Linked DNA regions of Cricetulus griseus: region 2 is linked to region 1. A link is a contact called in public Micro-C data. All regions are on one chromosome and are shown on one strand. The core of a region is the stretch at or near the end of the contact, and the rest is flanking DNA. Distances in the headings are between cores, read along the strand shown.

What was found. A called contact is a pair of places that touch in the nucleus more often than the background predicts.
Region 2: a contact with region 1 is called in a Micro-C map of the CHO-K1 cell line, with 2.0 times the contacts expected there. The contact joins the promoter of LOC100755571 here to the promoter of Hspb9 in region 1. A contact is called at or near these places in 2 of 8 Hi-C or Micro-C datasets (both in the CHO-K1 cell line).

Annotation. Positions count from the first base shown.
Region 1 is chr7:113,754,251-113,756,950 of CriGri-PICRH-1.0, reverse strand. Hspb9 (heat shock protein beta-9) reads right to left here and starts at 1,300. Exons shown (of 1, transcript XM_035448155.1): 1 at 800-1,300. The coding sequence starts at 1,288. The coding sequence ends at 800. It overlaps Rab5c (ras-related protein Rab-5C), which reads left to right. Exons shown (of 6, transcript XM_027428140.2): 6 at 1-355.
Region 2 is chr7:113,899,525-113,902,224 of CriGri-PICRH-1.0, reverse strand. It overlaps LOC100755571 (signal transducer and activator of transcription 5A), which reads right to left and starts at 1,306. Exons shown (of 18, transcript XM_027428132.2): 1 at 1,062-1,306; 2 at 168-305. The coding sequence starts at 295.

The sequences.
Region 1 (2,700 bases), core at 51-2,550:
CGGAACCAACTTTTTCTGTATTTTGTATTGTATGTTTTCTTCAACATGTAACCAATCAGTATCTTGTCAATATAGTCAGCCGATCGATCGACCTCACACTTGTCTTCCTCGTCTTTCTCTGGCAGAGTTTGTCAGGCCATACATATACTTTCTATTTTTCCTGAAGTTAATATAAATGAATCATCCAGTCTGATTAAATGGCTCCACCCCCTGCGTGTGAGAGGATGCTGGTGGTCATGGTAACCAAAAGAAAGAGGCCCTGCTGGTGGCAGCTCTGATGGTGTAGGAAGACAGGACTGGTCTGGGGCTGACCCCGGGCTCCCCTCAGCTTACATTAAAGGATATGCAACCTGTATTTCCATTGTTGGTGTCTGTAGTGACCTCCAAGGGTTTTGGTTTTGGTTTTTTGGTAGGACTGCATTAGGTTTCTGACACCCATTCTTCTGTCCTCTCCCTAAAGAGAAACACTGAAGATTGCTCGTAAGGCCAGTGCTGCAGCTCATCACCACCTGTCCTCCATAGCACCCCTTGCCAGGTTTAACACTGTCCATCCTGGTTCAGGACCATCCATTGAGTCTGAAAATTGCCATAGGCCATCCCAGCCCTCTGCTGCTCCCTGCTGGAGCTGTTGTTATTAGCTAAGTCCACACTCCTCTCCCGATTAATCAGTGTAATTACTACCTGCTGAGATGCCTACCCTGGCCACCTCTTCCCTGCAGCTCCAACCCTCCATCCTTAGAAAAAAACGCTGAGGGACTCCTAAGACTGCTGCACAACTCGGTTGTTTAATGGGTCAGGATCAGTTGGAGTGCTTAGATGCCCGGCTCTTGAATCTCGGGCCGTGGCCTTGGGCTTCAGGGGGAGGTAGTGACCTTTTTTGTCCCAGGACCCACAGATGGCCAGAGGGTGTCAGGTTGCAGGTCATGGCTGCAAGATCTAAGTTCGGTGGGAGCAGCATTTGCCGGTGCATCGTCTGCTCTATTCGGTAACCGCCCCTGACCCCGTCATTCGACACCTCTTGCCGCTGACCGGTCACTGTCAGGTTCTGGCCGTCCACCCGCACCATCAGCTCCTCCGGAGCGAAGCCTTGGGCATCCAACTTCATCTGGAAATTTGCGTGCACCCGGCTATTGCTCGGCACCACAGCCAGATCATTCTTGAGCAGCCTCACGGGTAGTATGGCCACTGGATATCCTTCAGACAAAGCAACGCTGGGACATCGGGACGTCACCCGGTTCTCCCCCAGCTCTTGTTGCCCGGTGGAGAAACTGCTTCCTACCCGCTGCATCCGAGAGAGCAACTGTTCTTAGGTGCACGAGGTGCAGGAGCAATCCACGCCCCCACCCCCACTGCTCTGGGCAGATTCGTAAAGAGGGCCCGCCCACTCCGCGTTCGGAGGGCCAAATGCTGGCAGAGATCATGTCAGCTTTGTCCTTCTTCCTTGCAAACAGCAGGTAGTGACCAAGCCTCCTACCGCTGCTTTTGTCTGAGACTGTGCTCCTCTGTGGGCCCTCTTGTCGATCTATATCAGTGGGCAGGTGGCTGGGAGGGGTTGGGTCACCTGAAGATGCGTAATTTCAACTCCTCCACCCCAGATGGAATTGAGCAAGAAGGCTGAAGAGGACAGCCTGCCTTGCCCTGCCCTGCTCTGCCCTTCCCTCCTAAGAATCAGGCCTGAGGCAAAGAAAATTGTTCCTTGGACTGAGCCAGAAGAGGGGACCTTCCAGGTCTTCTCGAAGAATAGTCTCTCCATGACCTTTCACAGACCTGAACTAATACATGGAGAAGAAAATAAAATGGGTATTTCTCTGCCTTTTTTTTTTTTACACCCCACCCCCACCTTGGGGGAGGCAGGGAAAAGATGAGGATAGGAGGAGAGGAAGGGAATGGTCAGGGATCTTTGTTCAGATTTAAAGCAGGGCGAGCTGTATTTGCCTATTCATAGAGCAAAAATGGGGACCCTTCCCTGTATATCTGCAGGTCAGCACTATCTCTGGTTTTTTAATTTGCTCCTTTACTCACAATCTCAGTATTTCAGTCTCTGTCTGTCTATCTCGCTCACACACACACCCTTGCCATAGGCTGGGTTTGAGCTTCAATCTCTACCTCAGCATCTATACCTCTGTTGTTTGTTTGTTTCTTTCTTTCTTTCTTTCTTTCTTTCTTTCTTTCTTTCTTTCTTTCTTTCTTTTTCAAGACAGGGTTTCTCTGTAGCTTTGGAGGCTGTCCTGGAACTCGCTCTGTAGACCAGAGCTAGTCTCGAACCCACAAAGATCCATCTGCCTCTGCCTCCCAAGTGCTGGGATTAAAGGCGAGAGACACCACCGCCCAGATGTCTCTGTTCTTTTAAAAATAAACTGTTTCAGCTGGGCGTTGGTGTCATACGCCTTTAATCCCAGCACTCGGGAGGCAGAGGCAGGGGGATTTCTGTGAGTTCGAGGCCAGCCTGGAGTACAGCGTGAGTTCCAGGATAGGCTCCAAAGCCACAGAGAAACCCTGTCTCGAAAAACAAAACAAAACAAAAACCAAAAACAACGACAACAACAACAAAAAAAAAAACCTGGGGCCGGGCGTTGGTGGCGCATGCCTTTAATCCCAGCACTCGGGAGGTAGAGGCAGATGGATCTCTGTAAGTTCGAGGCCAGCCTGGTCTACAGAGCGAGTGCCAGGACAAGCTCCAAAGCTATACAGAGAAACCCT
Region 2 (2,700 bases), core at 57-2,556, 150 kb before region 1:
TCCCCTCGGTAGCTCCCATTGCCCTCTTCCCCTTTCCCGGGGACACCACCCCTTCCGCACAAGGACAGATAGAATCAGAATCACACCAAACCACAACGAAGAGACCCTTTGGCCTGGATAGCAGGGACCCACACTGAAGGCGAAGGTTCAGGGCATGGGACACCTACCAGGGCTGACTCTCGATCCACTGGGCCAGGTAGTGCCGGACCTCGATGGGGAAATGCTGCCCGTAGAGCACTTGCATCTGGCGCAGCGCATCGCCCTGCAGCTGCTGGGCCTGAATCCAGCCCGCCATGGCTGTTCACCTAGAGGAGAAGGTAAGCCATTTGTTCCGCAGAGGTTTCTGGCCTGCCTGTGCCCTGCAGTGCCACCAAAGGACCTAAGGACTGCGGTGAGGCCAGGCTCCTCCCTCACCCCAGGCACGCTTTCCTGTGCGGGAAGAGAGATGGCTACCCTTCCCTTCCAACAAGGAACCCTCGAGGCTGGGGGTGGAGATCTGGGTAGGCAGATGCCCTCCTCTCTTCCTGTCCCCTTTCCTCTTCGTGTCATCCCCTAACTAAAGGGGTCTACAAACCGAAAGAGAAACTTAAGAGACAGAGGCCCACAGTCCCCCGACCAAGAAACGACTGCAAAATTTCTTCCCACCCAGCCTCTGACCCACACTCTCAATTTCTGGGAAGGGAAGCTATGCCAAGCCGAAAGTTAGGGCAATGCAGCGACCGTCACTCGAGGTCCGAGTCTCCTCAGGCACGTGTCTGGGGCTGTCAGGGAGAGAGGACTAAGAGATCGACTGTCTTTAGAGTAGCCCTGGGCTGCACTCCAGGGTCTGCCCGCTCCAGGTGGAGCCTGACAGTATCGGTGCCTCTGGGTGCGTCCACCCCTGGCTGCCCCCTGCACGGGTTCCTCGTCCCTGATTCCTCTGAAGCTCCCACTCGAAGCCCAGACCGATGTTTGCCCGGTGTCAGGCCAGAGGGGACTCTAGGGTGCTGGGTCCCAAGGACGCGGCTGCAGCCTAAATCCCCTATCCACGCGCCAACGCCACGCCACGCCGACCCACCCACCTGGTGCTGAGGAACGCCTGCTGCTGTCGCTCCCGGTCCGGGCTCCTGACCGTTCCTGACGGCTCTTGACGGCTGCGGTGGTGGCGGCTGTTACTACAGGAAGGAGCAGAGAGCAGCGATTTCCTCCTCAAAGGTCAGCTGCCTGCGATAGACCATACACAGCGCGCGAGCTCGCGCCAGCACCCCTCCCAGCGGCCGTCGCTCCCTCCTTGCCTCCGCCCTCGATCGCCGGCTCTCCGGCACCCCGGCTCCCCAGCGAGTGCGCTGCAGCTACGGGGGAACCCAACAGACCACCCGGCTGGGCGGCGCCGTGCAGAGGACCGCCCCGACGACCCGGTCCCTCGGGAGCCCCGGTTTGTGCTCCCCTGCGGCTCCGGCTGGTGGGAGGGGGGGAGTGAGGGAGTGAGGGTGAGCGTCCTGGGACAGCTGAGCTGGAGCAGCCGGGGTGCCGGGAAGTCCCGAACTCTGGAAATCCCAAACTAGGGCCTCGGTTTTATCATCTGTTAACTAGGGAAGGAAAAAAAAAAGAAAAAAAAAAAAAGAAAAGAAAAAAGTGAGAGGAGGAAGAAAAAGCCTACCTGTGGATGCCACCTGCCTCTGTCGTCATCTTCTCTTTCTCTGTCTGTAGATTAACAAAGTCTGGTGTGAGTGCGTGCTTGTGTGTGTGAGTGCGCGCTCGCGCGCGCTCACAGGTGTAGTGGGTGTGGCGGGTGTGGCTTCTATGACCCTGCAGAGTCAAAACTTTAGAGAAACTGGGGATTCCAGAAAAGCCAAGCTCACCTCTAAGGTCTCCCCACTTCTCTCCTTGCATGACTCCCACCATGTGACCTTCCCCCTTAAAGCAGGACCAAGAAAGACCTTGGCAACCATGCGCTTCAACCTTCCACCCCCTTTCCGACCTTTGCAGGTAAGAAATGTCAATCCAGAGAAGAGAAGGGGCCTGCCCAGGACCACACTGTGGTCACGTGGCCTCATCAGCAGACTGTGACCCATAAACTATTCATCCCCTCTGTCACCTAAAAGACGCCCATCTGAGGCTGGTTCTACCTTGAAAAAAGGCCCAGGAAGCGGTATTTTGCTTTTCTCAACTAAACATCTGCCTGCAGACTTTGCCATGGCAGCAAACCTGCTCCCTGGAGCTTTGCCTGGATCAGAGTCCCCATCCCTAAGAGTTCCCCCTCAAGGCCCAAGGGTTGGACAAGGCCAGGCTGGAAGTCTGCCATCCCCTTTGCCCAGCTTCCCTCTCCTCTGGGCCTCCTCTCTGCCTGGCAGCTGGCATGGGCAGTACCAAAGGAGGGGCCAGCCTGGCTGCCTACTCATAGCCCATCTGGGCCAAGACTCAGTTGCCTGGGGGATCTTTCTCATTGGCTTCCTCTCTCACTAATTCCTTCTTGTATCTTTTCTTTGCATTCCTAGTTCCTAATCCCTCTTTCTGGCCTTTGAGATCTCCCCAGTTTTATTCTTTTTTACTTTAGAGGGGGGAAAACCTGAAGTTCTTCTGCAGAAGTTGAAATGCCTGGGTTCTCCCCACCCTCTGTATGTGGTCACGGTGACTTTACTTGGCAGGATCACGAGGAAAGGAATTGAGAACTTGAGGGGGTGTAAGGAAGATGGGGGGACCTTGCTTTTCAGATGCTCT